5 separate regions of the Mus musculus genome follow, and regions 1, 2, 4 and 5 are each linked to region 3. The links are chromatin contacts, called in public Hi-C, HiChIP or PLAC-seq, capture Hi-C and promoter capture Hi-C maps. All regions are on one chromosome and are shown on one strand. The core of a region is the stretch at or near the end of the contact, and the rest is flanking DNA. Distances in the headings are between cores, read along the strand shown.

The links. Hi-C and Micro-C count contacts between places; a contact is called where the count stands out from the background. HiChIP or PLAC-seq counts read pairs in DNA pulled down with a chosen protein or histone mark. Capture Hi-C pulls out chosen DNA fragments and counts their contacts.
Region 1: a promoter capture Hi-C map of liver shows a contact between it and region 3. The contact joins the promoter of Psme3ip1 here to the promoter of Nlrc5 in region 3. A contact is called at or near these places in 7 of 39 promoter capture datasets (hematopoietic stem and progenitor cells, hippocampal neurons, liver and 4 more), 2 of 484 Hi-C or Micro-C datasets (embryonic stem cells and nephron progenitors), 10 of 115 datasets of contacts at active chromatin or transcription factors (CD8 T cells, the SCID.adh cell line, bone marrow-derived dendritic cells and 5 more) and 3 of 9 other capture datasets (adipose tissue, liver and pancreatic islet).
Region 2: a capture Hi-C map of embryonic stem cells shows a contact between it and region 3, with 3 times the contacts expected there. The contact joins the promoter of Arl2bp here to the promoter of Nlrc5 in region 3. A contact is called at or near these places in 9 of 39 promoter capture datasets (the 3T3-L1 cell line, embryonic stem cells, hematopoietic stem and progenitor cells and 4 more), 2 of 484 Hi-C or Micro-C datasets (both in embryonic stem cells), 9 of 115 datasets of contacts at active chromatin or transcription factors (the 230-238 cell line, the SCID.adh cell line, effector CD8 T cells and 3 more) and 4 of 9 other capture datasets (adipose tissue, embryonic stem cells, liver and 1 more).
Region 4: an H3K4me3 HiChIP or PLAC-seq map of embryonic stem cells shows a contact between it and region 3, with 4 times the contacts expected there. The contact joins the promoter of Pllp here to the promoter of Nlrc5 in region 3. A contact is called at or near these places in 8 of 39 promoter capture datasets (the 3T3-L1 cell line, the C10 cell line, the SN4741 cell line and 5 more), 1 of 15 datasets of contacts at CTCF or cohesin (large pre-B cells), 24 of 484 Hi-C or Micro-C datasets (the 3T3-L1 cell line, 3T3-L1-derived adipocytes, the AML12 cell line and 15 more), 6 of 115 datasets of contacts at active chromatin or transcription factors (bone marrow-derived macrophages, effector CD8 T cells, embryonic forebrain and 1 more) and 1 of 9 other capture datasets (liver).
Region 5: a Hi-C map of bone marrow-derived macrophages shows a contact between it and region 3, with 58 read pairs. The contact joins the enhancer-like site here to the promoter of Nlrc5 in region 3. A contact is called at or near these places in 4 of 39 promoter capture datasets (Sertoli cells, embryonic stem cells, hippocampal neurons and 1 more), 4 of 15 datasets of contacts at CTCF or cohesin (CD8 T cells, the NIH/3T3 cell line, embryonic stem cells and 1 more), 155 of 484 Hi-C or Micro-C datasets (the 3T3-L1 cell line, 3T3-L1-derived adipocytes, 8-cell embryo and 91 more), 28 of 115 datasets of contacts at active chromatin or transcription factors (the 230-238 cell line, CD4 T cells, CD4 single positive thymocytes and 19 more) and 5 of 9 other capture datasets (adipose tissue, embryonic stem cells, liver and 2 more).

The regions. Positions count from the first base shown.
Region 1 is chr8:94,600,362-94,603,122 of GRCm38.p6, reverse strand. Psme3ip1 (proteasome activator subunit 3 interacting protein 1) reads left to right here and starts at 1,397. Exons shown (of 8, transcript NM_028221.4): 1 at 1,397-1,626. Rspry1 (ring finger and SPRY domain containing 1) reads right to left here and starts at 1,182. Exons shown (of 15, transcript NM_026274.4): 1 at 693-1,182. LOC115486880 reads left to right here and starts at 232. Exons shown (of 2, transcript XM_030243886.1): 1 at 232-310; 2 at 478-1,507. The coding sequence starts at 232. The coding sequence ends at 1,187.
Region 2 is chr8:94,665,179-94,667,878 of GRCm38.p6, reverse strand. Arl2bp (ADP-ribosylation factor-like 2 binding protein) reads right to left here and starts at 1,279. Exons shown (of 6, transcript NM_024191.2): 1 at 978-1,279; 2 at 221-282. The coding sequence starts at 1,015.
Region 3 is chr8:94,471,384-94,474,083 of GRCm38.p6, reverse strand. It overlaps Nlrc5 (NLR family, CARD domain containing 5), which reads right to left and starts at 1,321. Exons shown (of 49, transcript NM_001033207.3): 1 at 1,030-1,321; 2 at 40-99. The coding sequence starts at 1,321.
Region 4 is chr8:94,694,946-94,697,645 of GRCm38.p6, reverse strand. It overlaps Pllp (plasma membrane proteolipid), which reads left to right and starts at 1,404. Exons shown (of 4, transcript NM_026385.4): 1 at 1,404-1,610. The coding sequence starts at 1,476.
Region 5 is chr8:94,342,099-94,344,892 of GRCm38.p6, reverse strand. Slc12a3 (solute carrier family 12, member 3) reads right to left here. Exons shown (of 25, transcript NM_001205311.1): 13 at 1,766-1,867; 14 at 724-879; 15 at 1-99. Among named protein-coding and RNA genes, the nearest start is that of Slc12a3, 14 kb to the right of the region's middle. Within about 2 kb of position 1,437, at least 29 of the 459 cell types and tissues checked have an H3K27ac peak or open chromatin away from gene starts, as enhancers often do. A contact at or near this core is called in CD8 T cells, adipose tissue, bone marrow-derived macrophages and 5 more, where this site is marked.

The sequences.
Region 1 (2,761 bases), core at 148-2,647, 130 kb before region 3:
GACTCTACTCAGACGGTAACAGACACTGCCAACTTTAAAAAAGTTCAAAGTACATCACTCCAGGGGACGAAACCTTACTCGGACATCTGCGCAAGACAGAATCTCAAGAGTTTCAGCCCAGTAGCTCTAACTAGGTCTCCCTCTGTAAGAACAGGGAAAGTGAGGCAGACAGCGGGCCCGGCAGGAAGTAATGCCAAATTTGGAGGCTCGCTTGGGGGTGCTGCTGGTGGGATGACTCCCCTGTCCCACTCTGGCGCGAAGGCCAGAGGCAGCAGAATCCTTACTCTGGGACACCTAGTCAGACTCCAGAGTGAGGGAAGAACCCCGACTATCCCCGTTTCCGCTTACCATCCCGATCTAGGGCTTTCCAACGGAAAGGACTGCCCTCCCCAAGGGTTTTTTACTTAATATTTAGCTCAGGCCTGGAGAGTAGGAGAATCCGCTAGGTCTGGCTCCCGCCTCCAGCCTCTCTCTAAGGCGAAGAACTCTCCCCAGCCTCGCTTCACGTCGAACTCTCCACCCCAAGGCAACACCAGACCATCCCAGGGGAAGTCGGCTTCCCACTGCAACGCAAAACTCCCCAGAAGGAATCCCTGCCCACGACGTGCGCCCCTCGGCCCCTTCGGTTCCGAGGAGCCCGAACGAGGGTCTCTCCGCGTCCGGAGCCTCCCCAGGAGGTACCTGCTTCTCACCTTAGCCAGTCTCCTCGGGAGGGTGACCCCAGGACCTCCTTCAGTCAAGATCCCCTAAAGGGGAACACCCTCTTCCAGGAACCGCTTTCAGGCGCCTCCAGCGCGGGCCTCGGAGGAGAGTGTGCCGGCTGCTTCCCAGGCTCTGACCAACGCCACCCTCTCCAAGACCCCTGCCCGGAGACGGCCACGGCCCCAGTCCAGTCTCTCCGACCCAGGCTTCAGCGGCTGTCCCCTTCCTTCACAGGCGTCGCTAGCCCTCAAGCTCCCTCCCCGGCCACGTCCCCAAGGGGCTTCCCAGAGCAGCGCGGTCGGGCTGTGGCACTGACTTGCACTAGCTCCTGGGCCCACCGGAGGGAGGGGACAGCGACAGCGGCGCGACTCCTTTGTGACAGGTCCAAGAGAGCGGTAAAGATGGACGCGGGGACACGGCACTGCCATTACGCGCAGGGGCCCACCCCCGCTTCACACCGCCCGGGCCCTCCCTCAGTCCCCTAGGAAACGCCCCTTCCTCAGTGGCAAGCCCTCTCTCTCAGACAGCCAATCATCAGTCAAGATTTGTGTCACGTGATCTCGCGGGTCGGCCCGCCAGCCTGGAATGAACCAGCTAATCCCCTTGCCGAAGGGCGAACGACCCAATCAGATCGCTCCATACGGTCTTGGAGCACCGGATTTCCACGAGGCGCTCGGGGAGGGAGAGAGCTGTTGATTGGACTATGCCGCCGGAAGCGGGGTGGAAATGTGTTGTGGCTGTAAGGAACAGGAAGCCCCGAAGGGTCAAAAGGAATACAATAGCGAAGTGTGTTTTCTTCCTTTAAGCCGTCGTTCTTTTCTTGGTTTCTTTTCTAGTTTTTTAAGAGCGAGAGTGGCCTTGGCGGCGACGGTTTACGGTAGGCGCCGCGGAGGTGAGGGCGGCTCGCCTCCCGCGCTCTCGTAGGTGAGTGCGGCCTGGGTCCGCGCCGGGAGGCGAAACCAGGCTTCTCGGCCGTGGAGAGGGTGAACTCCAAGCCAGAGTTAGGATTAGAGCCCAGGTTTGTCTCCAGCCCGCGGTCCTTTCTAGTGCGGTGTCCTGAGTCGCCCGGCTTGGGAGTTTGCGGTGCCCACTCCGGAGCGGAGCCGCGGGAGTCTGCGGGACGGCGTGGCGGTCGTGGTGGGAGGTTCCGACTCTTTCTTACGCGCCCGAGCTGCCGGGCCCCTTGTCTTCTTTCAGCACTTTGCGGTTAGCTGGAGCCATCAGGCCTAAAGTGAGCTGCTGCCTCGGTTCCATTCGGAGCAGCTCCTCGCTCCTTAGAAAACGTGGAATGCCGACTTGAGCATCGTTGAATCCCGAAGTGTGTAGTTGCAGGATGGGTACATAATAAATTTCCCCGTTGCAGCGCCTCGCTCATTCTCTTCTAGTAGGAAACAAGGCTGTGTGCTTATTTTATTAGAACACAACCGGTCGTTGAAATGTCTTCTTTGAGAGTTGGTGCCCTTGGAATGCCAGTCCACGCAGAGGGAAAGGGAGAACTATTGGTCATGGAAATGGCTTCTTGGGGGAACACAAGGTCTGTGGCCCTTGGTTTTAAAATGCAAACCCTGTGCTGCACCCTTGGGTCAGTCTGATTGTTTAAGTCTAGAGTGGACCCCACAAAGTCTAATATGAACCTCTGTAGGATTTGCAGCGACTTGTCAACCTGTGTAGCAAGTTTCGTTGGTTAAGTGAATTGATTTATTGAAGTGTCCCCAGAGACATCATAAAAATGGTTTGGAGGAGCTCCGTGTAGTGGCTTGTACCTGTAATCCTAGGACCACGAGGCTGTGTGTGGGTGTGGGGGACTGTCAGTTGGAGACAGGCCTGGCTTCCTTAGCAAGACTGCCAGAAAACAAAGCAGAGTATAAACTACCAAGCAAAATGGTTTGGCGGGTACTGCTTCTGAGATATTTGAAAGGAATCTGTAGAACTTTCTATGACAGAAGGAGCTGAGTTGAAATAAAGGCAGCTCCTGTGTTTCAGTTGGAGCCTAAGATGAGCTATGAATAATATGTAAGGGTCTGAAAGTCGGATGGCCCAATTATCTCTGAAGTTGAAG
Region 2 (2,700 bases), core at 30-2,529, 190 kb before region 3:
AACTCACATGAAGGTGGAAGGAGAGAACCAACTCCACAAAGTTGTCCTCTGAGCTCCACATAGCCATAGTCTCCTGGCAACAACCCCACCCACGATCCATCACATATGTAAATGAATACATTAAAAAATTGTTGTAAAGCAAGGGTCTACTTGATTTAAATCAAGGAATTGACCATAGGAACTAGAGGGGCACAAGTCACTTAGTAGTGTCGAAACTTACCCATAATAATGTCCTCTAAACATCCAACCACAGCATCAAATTCTGCATCAGAGGCGGAGGAGCTGAAAAAACACATCAGGATTAGGTGCCGGTCCAAATAATTATTTTTCGAGCTGAACTTGTGTTTTCTGTGGGTAAGGGCATTGAACCCAAGGCCTTGCACACACCAGGCAATCACAACAAAGCCCACTAGCATTTTTTAAAATGTAAGATTCCCAACGTGCATAAAAATAATAGCAAGATGATCCTCCCATCACTCAGTTTCACCAATCAAGGATTATTGTCTAGTACAGAAATTACAAACACAGGAAAACACTCGTGACGAAAACCGGTATGACAATCACAAAAGCAGCCAACAATTTGGGTAGCTGAGGCTGGTGCGGCACAACTTCATACTTCCGCGTTTATTACCCGCAGGATTTACTCACCGCATCCTGGCTCTTAACGCCACACCTATCTGCTGGTGAATGTGACCGCACGCGGGAGTGGCACCGGCCTAGGGGGTAACTGGTCAGGAGTGGCTTTAGACAGGCGGTGAGGCCGCCGCCAGCCTGGGCAGCTCAAGGCCTCTGGGTTTTTGCTGACGGCCACGATTGAGGCCAGAGGATTGTGATGGAAGCGCTGGTTATCTGTGACATATGCCCGTGGTGGCCACGGGAAGAAAACGCCCCGCTAGAGCGGAGCCTCGACCGGCCAGCCCGCAACCCAGAGGACGTCCGCAGGCCGAGGTCGAGCAGACCCTGGCCGCTTCACTTACAAGGACAGCGCGAAGCTCTCTTCTTCTAGGGCGTCCATCGTAGGGGCGCCGCAGTCACCGGCCCGGGCCCGGGGCCCTGCCGCTTCCTACCGCGCCCGCCGCCGGGCCGGGATCCTCTCTGACCCGCGCGGCCTCAACTGCATCAAGGGCCCGCAGAAGGCCGCACCCACGCCCCGCCCGGCGATCGCGCGAGGACGGGGCTGCGGCTCCTGGCTGGGCCCAGCGCCCGCCGGCCTCTCGCGGGGCTACCCCGCCGGTGTGTTAGGGCAGACGGAGCTCGCAGCCCCGCCTCCTGTCACTATGGTTACCCGCGGTTCCAGCAGCCAATCACAGCCTCAGGTTCCCGGTCTCACGCAGAAGACTGCAAAAAATGGTGGCAGTAGACTTTTTTTTTTTTTTTCTGGATGAAAGAATTGGAGCCAAGAGCCTCGGTTTCTTCATTTTCAATTTAGGAATTGTAAAGATCAGGTAGTTGAAACCGTGTTTTAAGAGCGCTAGAAATAGCCAAATTGCTCGAAAGCCACTCTCATAGTTTGTCCTAGATAATGCAGACGTCTGATTTACTAGAGAGTTACTTCTTGGAAGTATGGAAGGGTCCACGGCATTAAGTGGATGACTTGTAACTTAATTTGTGATCTTCAAATCAAAAGCAGTGCGTTGTGGCATGCGTCTGTAGTCCCAGCACTTGGAAGGTGGAGGTTTAAGGCATTCAAGACCTGCTCAGCTACATAGTGAGTTTGCTGCCAGCTTACTCGCACCAAACCCGTAAACAATTATTAGGCAGTAAGTGGTTCCTTGGGTAATTATGCAGCACAAAAATGTTGACAACCACTGAGAGAGATGTAATCAGAAATTGAATAACTGCTTTGGAGAAAGTCCCCTCTAAAACTGCCACACCATGAAGAAAGGTTTCCTGGGATCGCCCCCCCCCCCCGCCCCCTTTTTAAGCATGCCTCTTTGGTGGTCTGATACCTTTTAGCCAAATGTGTAGTACATAACTAGAAAATTTATGGTATGAATTAGGGTTACGTGGCCAATCTGAATCATTTTGGAATGGACATAAAATGTGTATCCATGGATCTATCTTAACAGCATCAGGAACCAAGATGATTTCAAAGACACTGGAAGATCAGAGTATCCTGGTCAAGCTGAAGACAGGCGTGCTGGTAGGTTTTTTGTCAGCTTGACCTGAGTGACCTGGAAAGAAGTTGATTTTGTGTGTGTCTGTCTTTTTTCATCAAGACAGGGTTTCTCTGTGTTGCCCTGGCTGTCCTGGAACTCACTCTGTAGATCAAGCTGGCCTTGAACTCGAGACTCACCTGCCTCTGCCTTCCAAGCACTTGGATTAAAGGCCATGTGCCATCACCTCCTGGTTTTGAATGTGGATTATTTTAATGACTGAGGGAAGGCCCAGTCCTCTGTGGGTGGTGCCATATCTGGGCAGGTGTAGGATCTATGTAAGGAAGCTCAGCATGCTATGGAGAACAAACCAGTTAACAGCATTTCTTTATCTACTTCAGTTCCTGCCTTCAGGTTCCTATCTCAACTTCCCTCAGTTATGGACTGTTGCATGGAAGTGGAAACAAAATAAACCCTTTCTTCTCACAAATTGGTTTTGATTAGTGTTTTGTCACAGCTCTGATAAGCAAACTAGGACAAGCATCTAAAAATTCTGTTCCATTGAGCACTGGTAAGACAGCTCAGAGCAGACAACTAAGATCCT
Region 3 (2,700 bases), core at 72-2,571:
AGCTCAGCTGGAACCCCAAACCCTAGTCCCAAATCTCACCATGGTACAGCTGAGGTCCAGGGCAGCTCTCCTCTCCTGCCCCTAGCTGCTTAGAGAATTCTGTAAAACAGAGCAGGACATAGTCCATTGAAGAAGATGTGGGATACGGTGTCTTGAAGGTATTGGGTGCATGGGTAGCTCTGAGTGGTGTCTGTCTGGGAACAATCAGAGGTTCCATGGATGTAAAACTGATGCCTAGTCATCTGCCAGGGAAGCAGGCAGTGCGCTCTGCAGGCAGCAATAGACAGAAGTGTATATGTATATACACAGTGAGGATGTTTGTCTGCACACAGCACTTTCACCTTGGTGGTGCGCAGCGACTGGCGGCTCCGGGATGGCTGGGAAGGCCCAGCAGGGAAGGTGGCTTGGGGGTGGGGATGGGGCAGTGTCACCCCCAGCCCCGTCGCCTCTCTACCTCTCGGGGGAGGGGGCCCGGGGGACTGGATGAACTGTCCCCAATGCGACCCGGGTGTCATTGCGCTGTTGGACCCCGGGGGGCAGGCAGTCATGCCCCTGGCCGTCTGGGCGAAGCTGAGTGAGCACGCAAGGTCGGCAGCGATGTTGACTACTCACCAGACTCGTCTTGCAACACGGATCAATCTCTGTGTGTACGTGTTCACATGCATGTGTGTGCTGTCTGTCTGCTCATGTATTTATAAGTATGTTCCTCCCACCTCTACATTGGTAGAGCTCATGGATGAGTCCCCACTTTTTATCTAAGGACTCCTTGTCCCTTAGCATCCTGTGCTGCTCCTCAGTCCTATGGTCAAGAAAGTGCCAAACAGAGCAGTCAAACTTTCCTGCTTATTAGTAGAGGCTGTGGTCTCCTGGCTGCCCTGCAGAAGGAAGCCGTTTGGTCACTGAAGGCATTTGGAATGTATGTCCTCTGTGTGTCCTCTCTGTGTGACCAGATGGATCACTGTGGGTTCTGGAGCTCTCCAGGCCACAAGGCTGTACTGGCAGCCTTGAACCTCCCGTTTGAGCCCTTACCATCTCTTGGGCCCCAGATGCTCACTAGTGGTATCTCCATGTCCAAAGGTACATCAAGCTCGAAGCACAGATCATTGATGAAAGACTTCCAGGTGGCCATGCCTTGGGCGAACAGCCTGTTGAGCTGACGGTGGATGACCTCAGGGTTGGAGGGCTCATAGCTGCAGTCCAGGTCCATGGTCGGGAGGAAGGACCTAAGCTTGGCACTCAGCCATTCTGGGTTTTTGCTCAGCAGCCTCACAAGCCAGGCCCACAGGTTTTCATTGTTCAGTCGGATGCTCTCAGCGTCCATCAGAAGCTGGCCGTGCAGAGAGGAAGGAAAACAGGTGAACTGGGGGTAGGTGAGTAGGGGGCAGGCAGGCTGGGGTAAGTGGCCTTGGGGTGGGTGTGTTTATGTGCCCTTAGCCGAATGCCAACCGAATCTAGAATCATCTGGGAGATGAGCCTCTGGCTGAACTTGTAGAGGATTATCTGCACTACATAATTGATATGGGAAGATCCATCTTGGCAGTGGATAGCATAATTCCCTGGGCAGGGGATCCTGGACCATATGAAGTGAAGGAAGGGATCTGGGCACTAGCATTTATCACTCTCTGCTTCCTGACAGTGGATTCAATGTTTCAAGCTGTGGTCACATTGACTTCCCAGGTGATGGACTGCACCCTTGAGCTGTGAGCCAAAGGACTCCTTTCTCTATTGTTAGTGAATTCTATTAAAGCAACAGAAAAGTAACTTTGCCTCTCCCATGTATCTCCTCACAATCAACTTCAGAGATGGGCCTGCTTCTTATCCTTAACTATACTCTGGCTAAGCAGAACGCACTATCAGCTCATCAAAGTATATGGGTCTCTAAGGATGCTGTTCCACGGACCAGATGTGCTGCTTTCAGTCTGGGTTAACTTCAGGACAAAGTCATCTAGCCATCCCCTAATATTGTCCTTCCTTTCTTTCTTAGTAGTATAATTCCCAACTATTCCCTGGTCATCCAGAATAGATGTAGCTAGTTAGATGCAGCTGCATCATGGGAGGATTGGCCAGTGGGATGCAAGTCAAATGTTAACTGCCTTCCTTTGCTTCTTCCTGGTGACTGGAATGTCAACAGGATGGCTAGCCCTTGGGCAGCTATGTTGGGTCATGAGGTAGAAGCTGGGGCTGAGAAATGTGTGGGTAAAGGTGCTTATCTTCCCTGGACTCTATGACTTTAGCCTTCCACTATATGATGGAGAGATACATTTCTATTTGGTTCAAAATGCATTTAAGGATTTCTGCTTAGAGTGAACTGAAGTCTTAAACTAACACAAAACATCTGCTTTTTCTCTTTAAGCTGACCTCATCCCAAAGATTTATTTTTATTTTTATTTTTATTTATGAGTCTGTGTCTGTGTGACTGAATGCCACATACTGGTAGGCACCTGCACAGGCCAGAAGAGGTCACTGGATTCTCTGGAGCTGAAGTTCCAAAGCAGTTCTGAGCCATCTGATGTGGGGGCTTGGATCTAAACCTGGGGCCTCTAGACAAGCAACAAGAACTCTTAACTGCTGAACCATCTCTCCAGTCTCCCCCTCTAGACTGAAACTCACCAAAAGCCTGCTGGGAAGAGTTCCAACAGAAGGCACAGGGCATTTACAAAGCAGAAGCCTAAAATAATAACTGATATTTGTGAGCTAGTA
Region 4 (2,700 bases), core at 155-2,654, 220 kb before region 3:
AATGTTAGTGATGGGGTGATTGAATAAATACTTAAAATTCCTGATTTGAGGATATTGAACTGTATTATCTGATGGGCAATATAGTCATGACCATATCCTTACAAAAGAGATGAGAGAGAGAGAGAGAGAGAGAGAGAGAGAGAGAGAGAGAGAGAGAGAGAGAGAGAGATATCTTGTGCATAGTAAGAGGAGAGTTGATGATACGAGGAGAGGCAGAGCTAGGTAGGGTACCAGAATCCCCTGCCGGCAGGTCATCTGTAATCCCAGCCTGCAAAGACCTGAGGTACGAGGAATGTCAAAAGCATGAAGTCAGTCTGGATTACAGAGCAATCTCCTGTCTCAAGACAAAAAGTGGGCAAAAGTACCCCAGAGGTTGCCTGAGCTCAGGACACCATGACTGTGTCTCCGTGATGATGCCTTTGCATATCTAGCCTCCATCACTGAGAAGAAACTTTTGTTAGGACCTTGAGCTTGTGATAAGTTGTCACAAGGAGCCATAGGATAGTACAGTCACCTACACAGCTTCTGTGACCTGGTCCTTACCCACTGGGGGTCAGTGTCACCCTCATGTGCTCAGCTCCAGTCCCTTTGGGGACCTGCTTTCTATTTCCCCAACTGCCTAGGTTGGTCCTGCCACTGCGCCTTTGCTCCTCACTTAAATCCTCCCAAGGTTTCCTCCTACTCACAGATTCAGGCCTCTGCACAAATGTCACCACTTCTGACAGGTCTTCCTTGACTAATGTGCTCCTTCCTTTTCTGTCAACTTAATACAAGCTATAGCAATCCAAGAGGAGGGAACCTGGATTGAGAAAATGCCTCTATAAGATCGGGCTCTAGGCAAGCCCTGTAGAGAATTTTCTCAGTGATTGATGGAGGAGGGCCCAGTCCATTGTGAGCGGTGCCATCCCTGGGTCCTGGGTTCTATAAGAAAGCAGGCTGAGCAAGCCAGGGGAAGCAAGCCAGTAAGCAGCACCCCTCCATGGCCTCTGCATCGGCTCCTGCCTCCAGGTCTCTGCCCTGCTTGAGTTCCTGTCCTGATTTCCTTCAGTGATGAGCAATGATATGGAAGCATAAGACAAATAAACCCTTTCTTCCCCAATTTGCTTTTGGTCATGGTTTTCTACCACCGTAATAGAGACCCTAAAACAACCATCTAAAAATCTCCTGGTCACTCTGCCTCGCCCTGTTAGATTCAGTCACAGCAGCAGTTGCCACTACCTGGATTTATTTTTTCCTGCCTGGCTGTCTGTAGATCGGTCTACGGACTTCTTCAAAATCTCTATCCAAACAGGCGAACCCAGGGTTAAGGGGCGGGGCCTCAAGAAGGGGCGGGGCCTCGGGCGGAGCGGGGCTGGGCTTCGCGCACCTGTGAGTTCTGTCTAGGGTACCCAAGCAGCGCCAGCAGCCGGAGCCGCAGTCGCAGCCCCGGAGCAGCGCCGGGAGCGCGGCCAGAGCGTCGTAGGCTCGCGATCGCTATGGCGGAGTTCCCGTCGAAAGTGAGCACGAGGACCAGCAGCCCCGCGCAGGGCGTGGGAGCCTCTGTGTCTGCGCTGCGACCGGATCTGGGCTTCGTGCGCTCCGCTCTTGGGGTGCTCGCGCTTCTGCAGCTGGTGAGCCGGGTAGCTCGGGGACTGGATGGGGGACTCTCCGGGGACCCCCGGGACGCTCACTCCCAAGATCGCCGGGAAGCTTGCACCTGGGGACGCTCGTGTGACATCCCTGCGAGCACAGCATGACTCTTGTGGAGGGGACCATACACACCCTACCCGGGTGGTTACCGTGGCGATACCGTAGCTGAGATAGCTGCGCACAACTGTCCGCCAGTCTGTCCCTTCTCTTCTACCCTTCCCCCTTCCCTCTGGGACCGTGCCCTGGCTTTCTCCGCCGGGCAAAGTCCACTGCCCTCCTCTTCACCCGGCTTTAACCACTAAATGCGACCGCTCTGTAGCCCTCCTGGACAGGGCAGAACACCACATCAGTGGCTCTGACACGCGCGCTCCCACCAGGGCACCTACCCAGGGTCTGCTGGTCGAATCTCCTTCCTTGGGCTGTGGAGATTCGCAGAGGCAAGAAACCACGTGTCTGCCATCCCCCGTACTCTGTGCAGGTCCCAGCTGAAGATCCTAGAGTTGCCCGTTCCCATTGGGTGCATTCTGAGATGTCAGCTGTCTTTTCATAGTCCCCTCCTGCGAGGGTCTGGAGGCCTGTGGCTGCCCCTAGGGAACGGTCTCCATTAACTGAGAGGTCCGCTGGTAGAGGAATAGGGTAGCACCGCAGGTGGGCATGCATCTGTTTCTGTCATCATCCCTCCAGTGGGCACCTCGAGCCAGGCTGCCAGGCCGGGCTGGGGAGTCGGGAGGCTTTCCTGGGCCATCTCCACCTAGGGCATACATACTATCTTGGTTTCGAGATTTCTGATCTTCCTTGGTGAGCCTTCGCCCTTCCCCCTTCCCCCTTCCCCCTTCCCCCTCCGTCTCCTCCCTGGGTTTGTTTAAAATTCAGATTCTTGGGCCCCAACCCCGGAAAAAATGTGAAACTGCTCTTTGAATCTCCAAAAGCGCAGCAAGAAATTTGCATTTTAATGTCTTCTCCTGGAGTGGTTTTGGGTACTGTTTGGTTTTGATGAGATCAGGGAGGGTAGCATGAGGCTCTCTTCTGGGACCAATTTAACTCTGCCGCGCAGACACTGCCGACCCTGGA
Region 5 (2,794 bases), core at 188-2,687, 130 kb after region 3:
GGTAGTTCTTGATGTGGTCTTCCACCTCGTTGAGGCCCACGGAGTAGCTCAGGGCCAGATTGTAGGAGCCAGCCTGTACTGAGGAACCCCAGTTCACCTCTGTGGGTAGAGAGGCGAGAACAAGACTCAGAACTGCAGGAAGCAACCAGTCCTGTGGCGGTGGGGGGGAGGAGGGACTGTCCTGCTCTCTTAGGCACAGAGCACCTTGGGAGCAAGGCCGTGGATTGATGGACAGGTGGCATCTCTGTTCCTAATGAGTGCAAGTCTGACTCCAAGTGCCACATATATGGCCACCTAATTCAAGGACATGGAGCTAGGGGTTGAACTCCCATTAGACAAGCAGACCTCTGTGACCATCTAGAAGGCCATGTTCAGATGTAGAGGTTTACGGTTACCTCCCTCAGACTGCAGTCCATCCAGGACCCTGCCTCATGCAGGTAGACAGTTTTTCTCAGTGCCCACCTTTGCACAGTCACTCTTGGTCACCCTGCCCTGTATGTACACATTAGCAAGTAGCCCCTCTAGGAATCTGACAGAAGAAATCTGGCTCTCAGTGGGCATTTTCCTTTGAGCACCGAGCTCAGGAAGGCTGTGGTAGAGGCCAGCCTGAGTCCCACTTGAGGGTGAAGCCAAGGCCAGGCTCCAGCTGGGATGAGGGGCCTGCCAGGCTACATGGCTACCCAGGCAGGGAGTTGGGGGCCTCAGGGGTCAGTGGCCACACACCTGGCTTCTTGTAGATCACATAGAGCAGGAGGAAGAGGACGACTCCGATGGCAATGAGAGCAGCCCACCAGGTAAGCAGGAACATGATGACCACCGAGATCACTGCCCCAAACAGCGCCGCCCACTTGCTGTAGTATCGGAAGGAGGGTCTCCATCCTGGGCGGGGCCAGGCCAGTGCACATGCGCATGCTCAGGAGCATTCTCCTTCCCAGAGCTACAGCAATCTCCATGCTTCCACAATCGGGTGCTGCTGTCCTGGCCTGTACCCACTACCTCTAGGGCCCCACCAGCCTTAACTCCCGGGGTGGGGTAGGAAGGCTCTAGGGAGTACCACAATCTTGCCTGTTGGGCATTTATTTCACCATGGTGACAAGCTATACCAGGAAGGAAACATCCAGACCTGGTCAAACACAGTCCCAACATCAGCAACAGTACCAGATCCCAAGGGTCTTATGGAACCCAGGAGATTAAAGGGATGAAAAGAGGACTTGATTCTTCCTAGCTCTGTGCTATTTTAGGGCCACTTCTAGTGACCACTGTACCATGGTGCATCTCTAAGAGTGCCAGGCACAGTGTGTTCTGTCTGGAAAGTGGCAGGATAACAGGCCCTTTGAAGATCTGGGATTCAAGTATTTCTCTGCTCTCTATTGCCATCTGCTAGAAGGTTTGCAGCAGCCGAAGAAGCAGAACCACCACTCCAAAAATCTATGCAATTAAATTGCTGCAGTATAAACAGCGCCCCCTAGCGGTCATCTGTGCACAAACAGCTACACCTTCCGTGACTAGGAAATTCATCCCTTTCTGAGCAATCAAGACTTCTGACACCCGAGAAATTGGTGAAGGGTGGAACTATAGAACAACCTCCATCCCCCGTAAAGGATGCACTATGCTCTGTAAAGAATGGCTGGCTTTGTTAGGGTACAAAGATTCCCTTCGTGTGGTTTTAAATGTAGGCTGTCCACCTCCACCATGCCTCCCCGTCTCCCCCCTACCCCTCCCCGTTCCTCCCCACTTTTTTGTGGTTGGGAGAGAGTCTGCTCACCAGGTGAGTTGGTGATGGAGGCATGGAAGCAGCTGAAATTGATGAGGGCGTAGGAGCAGAGGAAGAAGTTGGAAATGATGGGGGCGATGGTGTTAAGTTCAGCTTCGAAGACCCAGAGAGAGAGGGGCAACACGTTGGGGCTCCACCACAGGAGCTGCCTGGCACACACTCACAAGATGGTCCCTAGCACAGCTAAGCCTGGATGCTCAGTCAACTCAACCTTCTCATCTGGGAAGCGAGTCCTTTGCCCCATGAAATTCCAAGGGTCAGTGTCTTAGAAAACCTTAGCGTCAGTTTTTACGAAGACGGAGAGAGCCGGCAAGATCACTCAGCAAGCATCGATGCTGCCCACCAAGCCTGCTGGCCTTCCATGCTGGAAGAAGGGGACTCCTGCAGGCTGTCCTCTGACCCTCATGTGTTCCTGCTCCCCCATAACAAATGTATAAAAATATTTAGAAGGTAGAAGACAGGGGGATGGGCCTTTTCAGGCTACTGGGTGACTAAGGACAGTGGCCATGACACTTTTTGATCTCAAATAAATGTAAGGAATGCATTTGTCAATGTGACCCAGGACCCCTGAGAACATTTCCCAGTCCTGTCCACAGTGGGCTTTCTCTCCCTTGTCTCCCTGGCCCCAGTACACTCACATAATCGTGTGCATGTTGAGCTTAGAGTCTCTCTGGGGAGCCCAGAGAAAGACAAGCAGCTCTTTGGGGACAGGTATTTCTTCACATAATCTTATTAGGTCCCCTTGAGTATTTAGGGCCATAGTCCTCAGTTGGGCTAAGTCAGAATCATCAGCCCAAAGGTACCACCCAGAAGCCTACAGCTCTAAGAATCGGGCCTGCGCCTGAGCAGTAGGAGACAGGGGTGGATCTTGAGAAGGCCAGACGACTCACTTCTCAGTCTCCTAGGTGAGCCACTTCTTCATATGATGGAGGATCTAGTATCTAGAATCTTCCTTTGGGCAATAGCGACCAAACTATTAGGGCAAGTCTTATGGGTGGGTGACTAATGGGACCAACCTGA